Linked DNA regions of Mus musculus: all the other regions are linked to region 1. A link is a contact called in public Hi-C, HiChIP or PLAC-seq and promoter capture Hi-C data. All regions are on one chromosome and are shown on one strand. The core of a region is the stretch at or near the end of the contact, and the rest is flanking DNA. Distances in the headings are between cores, read along the strand shown. Region 1 holds the start of Cdkl2 (cyclin-dependent kinase-like 2 (CDC2-related kinase)). Region 2 holds the start of Cxcl10 (chemokine (C-X-C motif) ligand 10). Region 3 holds the start of Art3 (ADP-ribosyltransferase 3). Region 4 has its middle 18 kb from the start of Art3. Region 5 holds the start of Nup54 (nucleoporin 54). Region 6 overlaps Parm1 (prostate androgen-regulated mucin-like protein 1).

What was found. A called contact is a pair of places that touch in the nucleus more often than the background predicts. HiChIP or PLAC-seq counts read pairs in DNA pulled down with a chosen protein or histone mark. Capture Hi-C pulls out chosen DNA fragments and counts their contacts.
Region 2: a contact with region 1 is called in a promoter capture Hi-C map of adipose tissue. The contact joins the promoter of Cxcl10 here to the promoter of Cdkl2 in region 1. A contact is called at or near these places in 1 of 39 promoter capture datasets (liver), 1 of 115 datasets of contacts at active chromatin or transcription factors (memory CD8 T cells) and 2 of 9 other capture datasets (adipose tissue and liver).
Region 3: a contact with region 1 is called in a Hi-C map of cardiomyocytes, with 1.7 times the contacts expected there. The contact joins the promoter of Art3 here to the promoter of Cdkl2 in region 1. A contact is called at or near these places in 5 of 39 promoter capture datasets (the 3T3-L1 cell line, the C10 cell line, hippocampal neurons and 2 more), 1 of 484 Hi-C or Micro-C datasets (cardiomyocytes), 1 of 115 datasets of contacts at active chromatin or transcription factors (bone marrow-derived macrophages) and 3 of 9 other capture datasets (adipose tissue, liver and pancreatic islet).
Region 4: an H3K4me3 HiChIP or PLAC-seq map of bone marrow-derived macrophages shows a contact between it and region 1, with 3 times the contacts expected there. The contact joins the enhancer-like site here to the promoter of Cdkl2 in region 1. A contact is called at or near these places in 6 of 39 promoter capture datasets (the 3T3-L1 cell line, the C10 cell line, hippocampal neurons and 2 more), 2 of 115 datasets of contacts at active chromatin or transcription factors (bone marrow-derived macrophages and memory CD8 T cells) and 3 of 9 other capture datasets (adipose tissue, liver and pancreatic islet).
Region 5: a contact with region 1 is called in a promoter capture Hi-C map of liver. The contact joins the promoter of Nup54 here to the promoter of Cdkl2 in region 1. A contact is called at or near these places in 7 of 39 promoter capture datasets (cranial neural crest, embryonic stem cells, frontonasal cranial neural crest and 3 more), 6 of 484 Hi-C or Micro-C datasets (CD4 T cells, CD8 T cells, embryonic stem cells and 1 more), 2 of 115 datasets of contacts at active chromatin or transcription factors (effector CD8 T cells and memory CD8 T cells) and 2 of 9 other capture datasets (adipose tissue and liver).
Region 6: a FOXA1 HiChIP or PLAC-seq map of pancreatic cancer cells shows a contact between it and region 1. The contact joins the enhancer-like site here to the promoter of Cdkl2 in region 1. A contact is called at or near these places in 5 of 39 promoter capture datasets (the 3T3-L1 cell line, cranial neural crest, frontonasal cranial neural crest and 2 more), 4 of 115 datasets of contacts at active chromatin or transcription factors (bone marrow-derived macrophages, pancreatic cancer cells and stem cell-derived neural progenitor cells) and 1 of 9 other capture datasets (pancreatic islet).

What each region holds. Positions count from the first base shown.
Region 1 is chr5:92,041,686-92,044,385 of GRCm38.p6, reverse strand. Cdkl2 (cyclin-dependent kinase-like 2 (CDC2-related kinase)) reads left to right here and starts at 1,344. Exons shown (of 14, transcript NM_016912.2): 1 at 1,344-1,587.
Region 2 is chr5:92,347,623-92,350,322 of GRCm38.p6, reverse strand. It overlaps Cxcl10 (chemokine (C-X-C motif) ligand 10), which reads left to right and starts at 1,434. Exons shown (of 4, transcript NM_021274.2): 1 at 1,434-1,569; 2 at 2,108-2,234; 3 at 2,429-2,518. The coding sequence starts at 1,509. It also overlaps a transcript of Art3 not described here.
Region 3 is chr5:92,385,488-92,388,187 of GRCm38.p6, reverse strand. It overlaps Art3 (ADP-ribosyltransferase 3), which reads right to left and starts at 1,301. Exons shown (of 10, transcript NM_001370591.1): 1 at 1,197-1,301; 2 at 1-54. The coding sequence starts at 45.
Region 4 is chr5:92,367,351-92,370,050 of GRCm38.p6, reverse strand. It overlaps a transcript of Art3 not described here. Among named protein-coding and RNA genes, the nearest start is that of Art3, 18 kb to the left of the region's middle. Within about 2 kb of position 1,405, at least 64 of the 459 cell types and tissues checked have an H3K27ac peak or open chromatin away from gene starts, as enhancers often do. A contact at or near this core is called in bone marrow-derived macrophages, where this site is marked.
Region 5 is chr5:92,433,906-92,436,605 of GRCm38.p6, reverse strand. Nup54 (nucleoporin 54) reads left to right here and starts at 1,407. Exons shown (of 13, transcript NM_001359995.1): 1 at 1,407-1,602; 2 at 2,223-2,384. The coding sequence starts at 1,536. Gm42114 (a long non-coding RNA gene) reads right to left here and starts at 1,995. Exons shown (of 2, transcript XR_880431.3): 1 at 1,624-1,995; 2 at 537-1,013.
Region 6 is chr5:91,531,947-91,534,646 of GRCm38.p6, reverse strand. All of the region lies in intron 1 of Parm1 (prostate androgen-regulated mucin-like protein 1), which reads right to left. Among named protein-coding and RNA genes, the nearest start is that of Parm1, 16 kb to the right of the region's middle. Within about 2 kb of position 1,341, at least 16 of the 459 cell types and tissues checked have an H3K27ac peak or open chromatin away from gene starts, as enhancers often do. A contact at or near this core is called in pancreatic cancer cells, where this site is marked.

The DNA.
Region 1 (2,700 bases), core at 95-2,594:
CTGTGCCACAACCATCATGCCTTAGTGTATAAATTGTTGGATGTGGGGCCCAGGGCTTTGTGCAGTCCAAGCAAGCATGCCATCACTGAACTACCCTATTTCCCAAAGGAACTTGTACTTCTTGACTACCCTCTAGTTCCTTTACAGTTATTTCCAACTTTTAAATATTTTCTCAAGCAACACCTGTTCACCATTTTTATAGCCTTTGTCCTTTCAGTTCCCATGTATACCACTAATTTTGCTACTCAACTGTTTATTTTTTGTAAAACTGGAAAAAAGTAAAATATGAGGTTCCCACCCTAATAAACCTGTTTGTACATAAAAGTTCACATGAATGTCTAGAGAGATGGCTCAGTGGCCAAGCACACCTGTCACTCTTCCTGAGGACCCACGGCAATCAGAAACCAACTGTAACTCCAGTTCCAGGGGGTCTTGACGCCCTCTTTTACCTCTGTGGGCACCAAGCACGCTCACAGTGCACAGACATACAAGCAGGCAGAACACTCATAAATATTTTTCTATTTAAACCTCATGGGGTTTGTTACAATCTAGAGTAAAGCGATGGGAATTATCTTCAAGTTGGTCACAGCTCATTGCTACATTATAACTCACATCTTGGGTTATCCAAAAACAACCCCCCCCCAAAAAAACAAAACAAAACAAAACAAAACAAAAAAACCAAAAACCCATACCCTGTTTCCAGAGGTGGTTCTCAAAATTGTAGGTTCGGGAACTCGATTTTAAGCAGTTTGGTGAATGATGGTAACTGAGCACCGGGAGATTAATGCAGTACCGAACTAAGAAAAATTATAAAACAATTGCTCTTACACCTTACTATGCAAGAATAACCCCTGGGTGCTGGCTAGGCATATACGTGTCTGTTATCAAGGATACTTTCCTGGATCGAGCTATTAAAAAAAAAAACATATTTAGTTGAGTACAAATTGTGTGGCTATAGGTGAATACAAGTAAAACTATTTGGCCTTACAATCTCAGTCCCTTAATAAGGAGGGATAAAGCATTTCCCGGCTTCTCGTACGACGTCAGCATATGCTTGGTAATGGTCTTCCGATCTTGCCCTGTCGTGGCTAATCTAGTCTTCAAGCTGAAGGCAAGCTTTAAGCTCCAGCTTGCGCCGCTTGCAGTCAGCACCTACCTTTCTTGCTTTCTGGTCCTCTCTGGGCTCCACCCCAAATCTTTCCCTACCAGGCTGGCGTCCCAGGGTCCTTTTTCCTGTCAGGTCTGTCAACAGATCTCATCCCACCAATTTCGGCTAAATAAACTACTAGGCTCTTCCGGTCCACCGCCCGGAACCGAAAGGAAGCGAGGAATCGCGGCTGGGCGGAACCTCCCCGGGTGGGGCCCGCGCCCCGCAGCGCCCCGCCGCGCCGCGGGCGGGCAAGCTGGGAAATCTCATGGTCTCCTCAGTCCCAGCGAACCGTCACCTTGGCTCTCCTCGTGGCCACTGGGGCAACCTGCGGTCCCCTGAGAGCAGAGGTCTCCTGGCGCCGGCAGAAAGGTCCCTACAAACTTAAGACCGTAGGTGTGGGGACGAGGCCGTCAGCTGAGCGAACCTGCGAGCTCCAGGTGAAGGGGCGGGGCGGGGTGGCACAGAGCCAATCACAACGCCTGACGACAGGCCTCAGCCAATCAGGATCAGGGAGGCTCCGCCGTAGGCGGGGCGGGACCAGGCGGGTGAGAGCCGCCCCTTGCAGCTAGGGTGGCCAACGCCTTCGCCTAGGGCTACTTGGCGAGGTGCTGCTTCCCTGAGCTGAGCGACCCGAGGGCTTTCGGCCGGCGGTGCTCTGTTTTCCTCAGTTCGTTTCTCTGCAGCTGTTGTCCTTGACAGGTGCTTGTGTCTTTGCCTGTCGCAGACGCATTCTGACTCGGGCCCTTTCTCTCTCTCTGGAGACTGCCTATGGCTGGGGACCGAGTGAGGTCGTTGCCTTGACGACGGCAGCATGCGGCCCGTAGTCCTCGGAAGTGTGAGCTTGCGGAGGGCAGAAGCCAATCTGCCTCCCTGCCTGCTTCACCTAGGACCGGTAATTGCGTCCGCAGAGGAAATCCCAATACTGGGATTGCTAGTGTGCTAGCTAGTCAGCATCTTTTTAGATCTGCTAGCGAGATGCATATCACCTTAAATTTGTTTCCAAGTTGAAAACCTTTGGCTCTTTCCATGTGAAGGGTTTGGAAGAAATAGTAAGTATAATACTTTGTAAAAACCCAGTTATTTCGTTCTTTTATGTATAAGAAATTTCAGTTTGATTTTAACCAAAGAACATTGGTAGTATTTGAACAGTATGCTTGTATGGCACATATCCTAAATTATTATAGTGCCATCGCACCAGACTTCTTTTTTGTATGCCACGTGCTACCCATAGATTTAAGAGTGAGAAGGCAAGAAACTGATGGGTTATAAGTTACTGAGGAAACAAGGCATATTTTAGGCCATGATATTCTTAAGGTATTTTAGACAGTCCCACTTGAACAAGTAGGTGTGCTCTATGTAGTGTGTCTACATGGTTGGGAAAATAAATTTGGATTAGTTCACTTGTATAATACTAGGTTATAATATGTTTCAGAACCTTTTAGACATGATTAAGGTCATTTTTATTTGGTTCATTTTGCATCTTTAAATATCTAGGATGCCAATTACAATATGTTTAAAAACGATCTAGGCTATAGATTCCAGCTATTTGT
Region 2 (2,700 bases), core at 185-2,684, 310 kb before region 1:
ATGGAGTTTCTGGATTCCTAGAGGGTTGAATGAGGGAAAACTCTTGACTAACAGATGCTTAACACTACGCAATAGTTACTAAACTCTTTTCTCCTCAGTAAGGGACTATATATCCACTTGCTAACTGTTTTTTCTTAACATCCTCAAATCTGTTTTTCCTTCACATCTTGACTGAGAACTTGTACAATAACAAAATAAAATAAAACTGTCACCATGTATCTTTCTTTATTGTTTAATGTAAAACTGCTCAGCACCTCTTTCCACTCTAAAATTCTGAGGTTCCTACAGCGCAGCGTCTATTCTGCAGAAGCAGGTTGGGAGAGACTGCTCATGGCGTCCTCTCACAGTAGCCTTCTCCCAGCAGAAGGTTGCAAAACGAAAGTCTCTTGGCTTGTCTCTGCCCCCATTCCCTTCTGTCTGTCCTTCCAGATTCCACGGCTGTCCCGTGATTTGCTCCCTTGAAAGCTTAGCTCTGTTCTAGTCCTTGGACTACATCAATGTGGATTTTGCTCTCTAGAAATTTCTATCTTTCCCAAGCAGCAACTCCCTTCCTGTTCTGGTGACAGCTCCTGTTTCCCAGTTCCCGTTGGTGGGTACAGGTTTCACTCTTGGCCTCTGTTGTCAAGTTTTGAACCGGTACACTCCAGGCTCCTGTCCCATTCCCAGGATGAGTCACCTCCATCCCCTTCATCACTGTCACCTCTATGCGAGATCTATGTAACCTCACCTACTCTTCCAGGTCCCAGGTATCTGCTGCCTTGGGTGCTGTGCAGAGTGACATCCACACTCACTTTCATCCTTGACCCTGTAACCACACACTCACAAAGAAGACAATCAAAGCATCCCTGAGAGAATCAGCACGGGGCAACAATTAGCTTTGCAATTCCTCTTGTAACTTGTAAACATTAGTGTGACACTTCCGGCTTCTGTTCTGAATGCCTGCTCTAACTGTTCACTAAGTTGTATAGACTTTGGATCTGGCTAAATTTGGCGTGTGATTTTTTTTTAAAGTTTATTCCAAGTATTTTATAATAAAGCATATGAAGTAAAAAGCAAAAATAAACAGTGTAAACACAACAAATGTAAAAACCATGGTTAGAACCTGACTTAGATATCAGTTCTGTGTTTTATTTATGAGAGAAGGAAGATGAGAATTAAAGCCATTTCCAGACTTATTCTGCAAGGCACTGCATCTGATTTCTCAAACAGCTCACGCTTTGGAAAGTGAAACTTACCTCACTCGTTAAAAATTAAAAGGAGCACAAGAGGGGAGAGGGAAATTCCAAGTTCATGGGTCACAATAAACACAAGCAATGCCCTCGGTTTACAGGGGACTTCCCTCGGGTTGCGGAGCCTTGCTGAGTCATCTCCAAAGTCAGCCAATCAGGACTCAGGGAGGGAAACTCTTTGCAGATAAATACTCCTCAGCAGCCGGCACTCGAGAAGCGCTTCATCCACCGCTGAGAGACATCCCGAGCCAACCTTCCGGAAGCCTCCCCATCAGCACCATGAACCCAAGTGCTGCCGTCATTTTCTGCCTCATCCTGCTGGGTCTGAGTGGGACTCAAGGTAAGGGACACCAAGGCCATTTAATTAACGAAGTCAGAAGTCAGACGATTAAGCTCAGTTCTAAACACAGCATGTATTTAAGCTTTAATGTGTGTACCTATAAAGAAGAGGGAAGCAGGAAGAAATCCCTTCAGCTTGCAGAGTTTATCATAGGCTGGTTGAAGTCAGAGAAAAATAGAATAAAAGCAAAGGAACGAAGAAGGGAAGAAAGGGAGAAAAGGAGGAGGGAGGAGGAAGAAGGAGGGAAGAGAGAGTCAGGAGAAAGGGCGAAAGAGTGGGATGGGGTAAGGCACGGATGCCTCCTTGCCTGAGCCTAACCAATACTGTGAGCAGTGCATAAATGCAGGATTTCGTAACTGACAAGTTGCAGATCTCTCTTTACCATGACCAAGATATTCAAACACTCAGCCCTATGATACGATGGGATGCGTCTCTCCACAGATCAGACAGGGTCTGCTAAACACTACCTCATCCATTTTAAGTGCCTAAAATGAAACCGTGTGCTGACCTTCCTGGCTCTCCCCCTCTCTTCCTGCAGGGATCCCTCTCGCAAGGACGGTCCGCTGCAACTGCATCCATATCGATGACGGGCCAGTGAGAATGAGGGCCATAGGGAAGCTTGAAATCATCCCTGCGAGCCTATCCTGCCCACGTGTTGAGATCATGTGAGTACAAGCCCACCTGCCGATAAACGTCCCTCCCGTAACCACACAGTAAATAAGTGAGGGAAACCAGGAAAGATAGGGACGGGTCTGTGACTCTAACTAAGGCACAGTGCCTGAACTCTGACATGGACCTGCAGGGCCATCAGCTCTGTTGGCCTGACGTTAATCTGAGTATCTCACTCTTATTTCTATAGTGCCACGATGAAAAAGAATGATGAGCAGAGATGTCTGAATCCGGAATCTAAGACCATCAAGAATTTAATGAAAGCGTTTAGCCAAAAAAGGTAGGTTTGATGTTGCTTTTTCAGGAAATGGTGGTCTGGGGAGCAGCGCCTGCCCTGGGCTTTGCTGTGGGGCATCTGCCCTAAACTCATGGCACCGGCATGTGCCTTTGTCTCTCCATTTACACAGACACTGAGGTGCCTTCTTAGGTCATACATTCCTAGTGTCTAGAAGTGGAGCAGTT
Region 3 (2,700 bases), core at 52-2,551, 340 kb before region 1:
GGCTGCCAGCAGCGTGGTGACCATTTCAAAATGTCCCATCTTCATTTTTCACGTCTGGATTAGAATGAAAAACGTTAATTCAGTAAACTTAACAAAGAGGGTTTAGGGAAACGGAACTGGATAAGGTGATGTTGCATATTTTTTCATTCTGGATAGATATTGTGATAGTCGCAGTGATTATCAAATACATTCCTATGACTATAAGAGGCATTCAATGTTATCCAGGTGTCTAACAGTTTGTTCTAGAGATGTCAATGCAAAACTGCAGAGAACTTTAGTGCTTCCAAGTCTACTTCCACATAACTCTAGACAGACCTCTCCCTCCAGAGAGACCTTTTCCTCCCAATCTCTAAATGTCCCCTGAGCACTCACAGGAAACAACACAAACTAAAACCACCATGCTCTCATTCTCACTCCCAGTTTCTAAGAATGGTCTAGAAACTTTCCCATGTGAAGCTTCCGCTCTTCCGTTCGCTTTGCAAGTTAGAGCATGCCCACTTGGGTGGGAGCGGAGACATGAGGTCAGCAGCAGTACAAAGCTGTTCGCCTGAGGTGACCTCCCTCCTCCAACTCTTCACAATCAACACAAGCCAGAGGTCGAGCCAGTGTGGAATGTCCTGACGATAGGAACAGACTCAGGAGCCCTTCGAAGGCAGTGATTCTAACAAGATTCTATCATTGTCCTGGCTGGGCGCCCAATACCCATTCCGGTATTTGTGGCAGCGTAAGGGATAGACAGGAGGGCAAGAATCCTCACTGGCTGAAGCTATCCGGAGCCATTAACCGACTCAACCAGTGACACAGGTTGTTAGCCTCCGGTCTCTCACATACATAATGCTCCAGCAAAGCTGCTGCCATTGCTGTAACTCAAATGAAGCCTCTATTTTCCTGTATTTTTTTTTAACCAAACATCATCATCTGGATTCTGAATGAGATAATAAACAGCATAGGGGAAGGAAGGGCAGTCTTTCTTGTTGTAATCCATCCAGGTCCCAGGTTCCTGTCTTCAAAAGCAGTCCTTTTATCTAAAGCTATTAAAATATCTGTAGTTATTTTAAGATGCTACTCTGTGTCAAACTTCCCTCTCAAAAAGTCTAAGGAATACCCATGGGCAGCACGTGCCAAGCCAGCCGTGGGCCAGGGTTTCCCTGGTCTTCCTTTCTGCAGTTTGGGTGCAAATAAATCAAAATGTTTACCTGGCGTTTGTGCCTCTGCAGGAAGTTTAAATGATGCCCTGTCTCACACCGGATTCCCACTCTGCTGTGGAGAACTTCCCTCCAGGATAGGATGTTGTTGACAGTGAGCTGCCTGGGAATGCTTTTCTTTTTATAACACCCCTAGTGGTAGCTTGGCAGTGGCTCATTAGTCAACTTCTGCCCTGCTATTTATATCCGGTCGGTCGCCACACTCTGCCCTGGAACCACTGCTGTTAACACTAAGTCTCCAAGAGGTCTGTGAATCCACAGCAATGTCCCCCGCCACAGAGCATGCTCAGTTCTGAACCCAGCCCTGGACTCCTTTGGAGCAGTGTGTGTGTGTGTGTGTGTGTGTGTGTGTGTGTGTGTGTGTGTAGTTGGGGGAATGGGACTGGGTGGGTAGGGTGGCGGGGTGGTCAGTTCCCAACAACTGAGCCTTTGACACTCATATGCTAGAGGGAAGGCTGGACTGTCCTCTATTAGATGACACCCACAGCAAGGGGGCTCACTTGTTAAACACTGTCAACAGTGATGGTTATCACCACTCAACCAGCTGACTGCGGTTCAGGTACTGCGCCAGGCACTGAGACACACAAACAAGCTGAGCACAGTACTGAAGCTGGTTTGGCAGTCACTACTATGTGTGTGTCCCCAGACCCAATCAGGTAACAACTGCTCAGGATAAACGAAGGCCAATGAAAGTCCAACCGAGAACACTGGCAGGAAGGAAGCTGGGGATGCCAGCATCTAGAACACTCTTTGAACAAGGACAGATGCTGGCTGGTTTTCTGTCGCCTTGATGCCAGCTAGAGTCATTTGGCAAGAGGGCACCTCAATTGAGAAAACACACCCCCCACCCCTGGCCCCCTGGGCTGGAGAGATGGCTCAGAGGTTAAGAGCACTGACTGCTCTTCCAGAGGTCCTGAGTTCAATTCCCAGCAAATCACATGGTGGCTCACAACCATTCATTCCTAATGGGATCTGATGCCCTCTTCTGGTGTGTCTGAAGACAGCTAAAGTGTAGTCATATAAACAAATCTATGAGAGAGAGAGAGAGAGAGAGAGAGAGAGAGAGAGAGAGAGAGAGAGAGAATGAGAGAGAGATCCCATTAGCCTAGTACAATTCATTGGTTGGGGAAGATCCAGCTCATTGTGGGTGTGGTCCCACAATGAAAGCCGACTGAGCAAGCCATGAGGAAACTGGTAAGCAGCCCTCTTTCATGGCCTCTGCATCAGTTCCTGCCTCTAGGTTCCTGCCCTGCTTGAGTTCTCGCTCTAACCTCCCTTAGAGATGAACAAGATGACCCCAGGTTGCTTTTGGTCACAGTGTTTTTTCCATTTCGTTTTCTGAGACAGGGTTCCTCACTGAACCTAAAATGACTTTGCTAGGCTGGGTGGCAAGTGAGCTCCAGGGACCCTCTTGGCTTCTGATTTCTATGTGGGCTGGGGATCTGAATTCAGAACTTCTCACTTACAAGGCAAGCATTTTCTATCTCCCATGCTC
Region 4 (2,700 bases), core at 156-2,655, 330 kb before region 1:
TGACTACTATTATATCTGATAATTTTTTTCTAGGAAGGTAGAGAAATATTCAGCTCAAATTCTCTGTAGCTCAAACTCAGTCAATTTAGGGTTATGGTTAAAAACAAAACAAAACAAAACAAAACAACAACAACAAAACCACCCACAGCTTAACAGAGCAAACCACACAGTAGATTTAACACAGCCAATAAGAGTCTCTTAAGGGCAGGAACAAGCTGGAGACAGCTGACACCAGACAGTGTAAACAGGTACAGTAGATCTAACTCTCAATACCCGTTTATCAGGAGCTGAGGTCATGGCTCAATGCAGCAGATATTTGCCTGGCAGAGATGAGGTCTGGAGTCCACATCCCAGAACCCACATAAAAGCCAGGCCGATGTGACAGAGCTCCCATAGTCCCAGTGCCAGGGCATCCTTAAGGATATCCTCAGGGCAAGCTGGGTAACTAGACCAGCCGGAATTGGCATGCTCTGGGTTCAGCAAGAAAACCCACCTAAACCAATAAAATGGAGGAATTCAGGAAGACGATCGGCATCAACTTCAGCCCTCTGCATGCATATATATGTGTACGCAATGACATGTGAACATGCGAACACACAAAATAAACAGCTTTTTAAATCTCCGATCTCTGGGAGCTGAAAGCTGTCTCTCTCCCTCTCCCTTTCAGACACTAAAGTGAGTCCCTTTAGCACCAGACGTTCAGCACAGCCTGTGTGTGTGAGCTGAGCCGCAGCTGTGACTCTGTCCCTGCTGGCAAGGCAGGGAACCATGACTCATAATGGTTCTCTCAAGCATGGGGTGGTCAGTCAGACAGTGGGGACTACTGCAACGGCCCCTCCTTCCTGTGCGCATGCCCAATGCTGTAATGTCTGGGACAGCACACATCAAACACGAAGTGGTGCTTATAAAATGTGACCCCCTGACAGATCTATTTCAGATACCAGACAGCATAAGCGGAATGCGGGTTTTGAAAACATTTTCTATGTCAAATTATAGGAAGATTAAGCTTAAGTTCAGAAACAACTTTTTTTTTCTTCTTCTTCAAAAATCACCCTCATTTTGGGGTTCTTTTAGGCAACAAAAAAAATGCACATTTTTTTTCTGTGTTTTCGTGGACTTTTGTGTTTTTATGATTTCTTTCTAGTTTCTATTTGTTTCCTTCATTGTGGTCTTACTCAGGGTCTGACAGACACTCTGAACACAGTGTATAGGGTTTTCCTGACTACTGGGTCAGTATTGTAATGTCAGGAAATCACAGTGGTAATGTCTTAACAATAACAAAATTCACTACGCTCTCTAAGATGACTGTGTTGTTATAGAAAAGAACAGCAGGTGTTGTACTGCCATAAGGTTACAGGATCTGCATTTGGCTATCGCTCTCTTCAGTCCCGGCACGTTATTCTGGACTTCTGGCAATCTTTTCCATAGGAGTGAGTCATCCGTCTTCTATAACCTCAAACAGGATCCTGTTACATCACGCTGATTTCTAATAAAAGGAGATGTTAGAGTTTCCATTTCTGGTCCACGTTTCGCAACTGAACTGAAGGAAAGACCTTGGCACTGACATTTGGTGGGGGGGGGGGGGTCCCTGTGCATTTCTGAAACTTACTGAATGGAGAGTTAACGGTATACTTAGGTGACGTGCATTCATCTCTTTAGATCCGGAAACTATGCAGGGAATTTTGGGACTCAATCATAGAGCCTACAGATACATTAGGCAAGCGTTCTACCTCTGAGCTGCACCCTCAGCCCTGGTGTTTTAAAGTCAACAAGTCATCTCGAAGCATTGCTAAAGCTCACATGGACCACACTGTGTGGCTAAGTTTTTATTGTCAACTTGACACTGCCTAATGCGACCTGGTAAGAGGGAAACCCTAACTGAAGAACTGCATCCATCAGACTGCCTTGTGGTCAGGTCTGTCTTGATTCCTGGCTCATGTGAGGAGGGCCCACCCCACTGTGGGCAGAACTATTCCTCAGAAGTCTTGGGATGTGTGTTGAAGTGAGCGAGAAGCAAGGCAGTGGGGAGGAGAAACAGTATTCTTCCACAGTCCTGCTTCAGGGCCTGCTTGAGCTCCTGCCCTGGCTTCCCTCAATGTCAGACTGTGACCTATAAGCGGAAATAAGCCCTTTTCCTCCCAGGTTCTTCCAGTCATAGTGTTTTATTACAGGAACAGAAAGCTCAGTAGACCACACAGATAATACTTTAAAAAAAAAAAAAAAAGACAGAAATTAGACTCATTTCCTGGGATATTCCTTTAAATTCAATGGGAAACTTTTAAGTAGGTGGCCAATATAGTCCAACTTGAGAAATAACAACAAAAGAGGCCGATAGCACTGGGAGGACAGAACGTGGCGTTTAGGAGGCTGGAGGGATGGCTCAGTGGTTAAGAGAACAAACTGCTCTTCTAGAGGACCCGAGTTCAGTTCTCAGCACTCATAGTGGGGGCTCGGGACCACCTGGAACGTCAGCTCTGTGAAGCAAAATCATGGTTCCTGCTGTTGTCCTTCACCCTGAGCTACTTTAGAGTGAGCATCGCGGCAGCCAGGACACACGAAACATGCAATGCGTGCACTCACTAGGTCCTCCCGTCCAGTATGGCAGTTAATAAGCACCTATGAGCACCAAGTCTTTGGCATGCGATTGGTCCAATTTGAACACTTAATCAAAAAATAAATAAAATCTCACTTTATTTATTG
Region 5 (2,700 bases), core at 158-2,657, 390 kb before region 1:
ATTCATGTATAACCATAACACTGGGCAGGCAGAATCAGGAGTCCCCTGGGGCTTGCTGGCTGGACAGTCTTGCCAAATAAGCGATGAGATCTAGATTTATTGAGAGACCTTGTATTAGAAATTAAGAGTAAATTAGGAAGACACCCATGTCAATCTCTGGCCTTCAGGCACGTGTGCACATATGTGTGTATACACTCTTCCCACACATGCATGTGCTCTCTCTCTCTCTCTCACACACACACAAAATGGGGCAAAGAGGTTCCTGAGAAAACTAAAATTAGATCTACCACATGACCCAGCTATGTCTATAAGGACTCCAAGTTAGTCTATCACATAGATGTATATCAATCTCTACTGAAGCATTAGTCACAATTGTTAACAAACCTAGTTGCCTAACAACAGAGGGATGGATCAGAAACAGAGGATGGTATATACTCAAAAGAGTTTTCAGCCCTAAGAAGGAAGTTATGTTGTCATTTGCACAAAACTGAATATCACTGGAGATAAACATTATTAAGTGAATTAAGCCAGTCACAGAAGGAAAAAAATTCATTTATGATTCCTAGGTTTAATTAAACACATAAATCATATGACATGGAAAATGAAGTAAAATTACTAGGGAACTAATGGGAGAGACAGGGAGAAGACAGAAAATTTAGGAGTAGGAATATATATTCAAAATACAACATAAACTTGTATCAAGATGTCCTAATGTAACACAGTGCCATGTACAATAAATATTTTTAAAAGGAGAAAAGAATCGGGGCTAAGTAGAGAAAAACCAGCGAAGTGACTTTGGGGATGCTGCTTTGCAACTCTAATCCTCAGTCCTCCTGTCTCGTCTGTGCCAATTAGTCAACGACAGAAATCTTCTCTGTGTAGTTGAGGATTAAATGTTCCCCAGAAGTGCGATGCAGGGCACAGATTTTACCAGTTAGTGGGCCCATTTGCTTCATCGAGGTCAGCCCTTCTTCTTGGTCAATGACAATAGTAGTAAACTGTCTGAAACGCAGCTGGGGGTTTAAAAAAATATGCAAAAACAATTACTAGCGTGCATTCCACATAGCTAACACACGTGTTACCACCATCGCCATCATCTTTCCATCACTCTCGAATGCCTCTTTCTCAACTGCTTTATCTACTCAAACCTCCTTTCCTCCGGGAAGGACCGCTCCTCAGAGGTAAGGGCAGTACTTTCACGCGGTCCCTGCACACTGTCACTTCTCTAAAGTGGCTTCAGAGAGCCACCATACAACACCCCATGTCCAACTTCTCATCACTTCCCCTTTGTGGTGACGCCCCACACCACGTGAAAGCCACAAACACACCCCCGGAAGTGATCGGTGGTAGGCGTTCCCGTTCGATCATCCCACCCACTCCATCCTTGCTTGGTTCCTGCCTGCTCCGCTTAGACCGGGAAGGAGGCGGAACTAATGGTACGGACCGCCTGACGGTTCCCAGCCGGACAGAAGAGCGGAGGGCACTGGGCGTCGCGCCGCGCGAGCCCGGGGCCATCTAAGTGCTGCTCCCGCGACATGGCTTTCAATTTTGGGGCTCCTTCGGGCACTTCGGGCACCTCTACAGCCACCGCGGCACCGGCGGGTGAGTCAGCCCTGGGCCTACCTTCTTCCTCCAAGGAACCAAAGCCTCGGGCCCGCCCCCTCGATCCGATCGGTCCGGCTGGGGGGTCCCGGGGTTGCCCTGGCACTCGGGACACCTTGGAGTCATTTGGAGAGGGCGGTGGCGGTGGTGGCGGCGGCGGTGGCGGTGGGAGGGCCGCGGGCTGCTCAGGCTCAGCCTGGGGCTCGCACAGCACGCTCAACCCGCGTGGCTCGGCCGCCGCGGTGCTTCCCGCCATTGGGGTGTCCGCCCAGGAGAGGCCGGAGGCTACGCCCCTCTCATTTCCCGGGACCCCGCGTCCCCTCGTCCGTCTCAGCCTCAAGGTCCAGACGGGTAAAGTTGGAGCCAGGCTGCCCGCAGCTCCCTCTGTCCCCTCCCCAGCCCGGGGGGGGGGGATGCTCGGCCCCCGCCCGTGCTGCCCTTCGCTCCTTCTGTCTGTCCGCACCTTGGCTTTCTTCCCCTGATCCGGTGCAGGTCAGGTTTGTTCACGCTGTGAAACCTCTTGCTGATTCTTGTAATTCTTACCTTTCTTTCTTCTCCTTTTCTCTTTCCCTCCTCTCACCTTTTCAAATTTTTGTTTCTCTTGCCTCCACGACTATCAGGATTTGGTGGGCTTGAGACTGCCAACTCCACCGCCGGTGGGTTTAATTTTGGGGGTTTCGGATTAACCGCTAACCCTGCAGTGAACTTTAATATTGGGAATTTCGGTGTTTCTACTACCTCGGCGACTCCGTTCAATTTTGGTAACAGTCTGGCGAGTGCAGGTAGATACTGGGGTCATGTGTGTAACGAGTATGGGGGCTGGAGTCCAAGAATGTTCCGATGTCCCTAGAGTTTGGGGGAAGAAATGGCACTTGTCTAATAAAGAAAGGGGTTTATTTCCTAAGATCAAATCAAATATATTTAAAGTTTTGGCTGCTTTAAAAGATGTGGGTTTTGGAAAGCCTTAAAGAATTAGAATGCACCTTGGTTGGATTTTCATTTAATGATACAGAGCACAGCTTCCAAATGATAAGTTGGGAACCGAATATTTTTTAAAACATTAGCTTTAGCAGAAGGTAAGCGTTTCCCTGGGATTCT
Region 6 (2,700 bases), core at 92-2,591, 510 kb after region 1:
CTGAAAGGACCCTGATATAGCTGTCTCTTGTGAGACTATGCAGGGGCCTAGCAAACACAGAAGTGGATGCTCACAGTCAGCTATTGGATGGATCACAGGGCCCCCAATGGAGGAGCTAGAGAAAGTATCCAAGGAGCTAAAGGGATCTTCAACCCTATAGGTGGAACAACAATATGAACTAACCAGTACCCCCTGGAGCTCGTGTCTCTAGCTGCATATGAATCAGAAGATGACCTAGTCGGCCATCAGTGGAAAGAGAGGTCCATTGGTCGTGCAAACTTTATATGCCTCAGTACAGGGGAATGCCAGTGCCAAGAAGTGGGAGTGGGTGGGTAAGGGAGTGGGGGAGGGGAGGGTATGGGAGACTTTTGGGATAGCATTGGAAATGTAAATGAGGAAAATACCTAAAAAAATTTTTAAAAATTAAAAAAATACTGTTTTTTAATCCCCACTGTATTGAGATGGAGAAATATCTGATCTACACAGCCTCAGTCTTTTGCCATCAAGAGGAATAAATAAATAAGCAAGCATAGGCCAAGTAAGACCCCGAGCTATCAGAAGCTGGAAGGGGGAAGAAAGATTCCAAGAGAGCAGAAGCCTTGATTCCAGCTTCCAGTTTTCAGACCTGTGAGGGAATAAATGGCTGTTGTTTAAAGCCATACAATTTTTTTGTGGTAATTTATTACACAGCCCAAGGAAACGAAGACAATAAGCTAGTTTATATTTATACCAAGCTTGGCAGGTTGGCATGGACAGGGGGACAAGAAGCTCCCAGGAGTTTGCAGGGAGTAATGTTTAGGGACCAGACTGATTTTTGCAACCTCTGTTGCTGGACAATGAAGACAATAGACGACAGTGCCCCAGGAGGGCCTACTTCCTTCTGAATGACTCTAGTCTTAGTTGGTGACACCAGAACAAATCTCTGGTGTCCCAAGTTCAAAGGAGGAAAGTGTCTTTTTTAGTGACATTAAAAACCCAGAAAGGAAAGCTCCTTTGATATATCCCTTACACCACAGATGCTGGTGAGGCTGAGGAGAGAGGGGCCACCCATGACAACCACTAGGTTTGGCACCTTCCTCCATCTCCATAAGGAAATTTGCTATCAAAAGCTGTCATTTGCTGGCCTGCTACATTCTGGAGGGTTTGTTTGATTTTTAGTTTTGGAGGAATCATTTATACTTACCTTGGAGATATGTACATGACTGTGTATTTTTAAAACAATATCATCAACTGATTTTTGTCTGTTTGTCGTTTTATTGTTTTGAGACTGAGTCTCACGCACCCGGGACTGGTTCCCAACTCACTATGTGTGCAGCTAAGGAGCCTTAATACTTTCCCCTCCTGACTCACATGCATGCCGGAATTTCAGGCTGGTTTATAGGCTGTTTTTATGATACATTTCAAAGGTTAAGCTGTGGTTTGCAAGAGCAATCTTGTGTTTAAACAAGAATACACACCTATACAGAAACAAAACTTAAACGTTTTTTTTTCCCTTTCCCCAACAAATGTATTTTTTCAGAGGATTGCCTGGACTGCCTTTTTCTCGAAAAATTCCCATAAAGGTTAGCACTAGCTCTACTCGTTGAGTCTTCAGGAGACAGTCCTTGCTGTGTTCACGCGACTAGACAGAGTGGAATTTTCTTCCCTAAGAATGTGCTGGTGGTGTGACTGTGCAAACATAGCAAGCATCTTTGCAAAGCAATTATAATTCCTTTCTAAATCTTGCTTGCTCCTGTGTCATCAGGCCACTGGGCTCTGCCAAGCTTCCTCTCTGTCTTGTGTGTATCTTCTAGGTCCGTAGGGTACCCATCTTTGAGCAACTCTAAATTCACACAATTGACATTGTATGTTTGATGCTTATGATATTGTATGTATTGGCTGTTTACTCTATATAGGTGTTACTTTTCCTGAAAGCCGATGCTCTGTGATCATTTATATCCCTGTGAGTGGCAGTGGACAATGTCTTTCTGTTGATCTGTGTTAATATATCATTTAAATAAGTGACTATAAGCCTTTGAGACCTCACTCTGAAGGAGAAAGGGCAAGGTTGGAAGGGCTTCCCTCCCACCCTCGAAGTCAGGGAATTTAATGTTTACATGAAAACATGAGTCTACCTTCTGCCAACAACCAGCTGTGAGATCTTGGACTCCACATCTCTGAGCTGCAGTTTCTTTAGTGCAACTTGACAAGCATTGAACATTTGCCCCATGGGTTCATGGAATGGAGGGGCATGAAGCTATGACATGCATCTGTTCTGTAGTGGTTGAGACACTCAAGCAACTCAAAGAAATCTGAGAGCTTTCAAGTTGGCAAATTCTGGTCAGTAGAAAACAGTGGAGAGAGATGTGCAGCACGAGGCAGTAGCAATAGCAGAGTCCTGGAGGGACTCAGCAGGTCTTCCCTTCTAGAGACTGATTCACCAAGGATGATGTATGTGCTTCTTTGCCTTTCATGACATGATTACCCATACTGCCTTGTTCTCTAGAAGAATCCCAAGTCACTTGTTAAAAGGGTGGATCTTATCTCTGTATCCAACAGGGAGGCCTGGCAAACCTCCTTTCTATGAGCTCTTTTAAAAATAATTTTAATTTTTATTGGAAATAGTTTTTTTCACATAAGATATTCTGGTTATTTTCTCCCCACACCACCAATTCCTCTAAGAAATCCCCCATTTTCCCATGCACTCAAATATGTACCCTT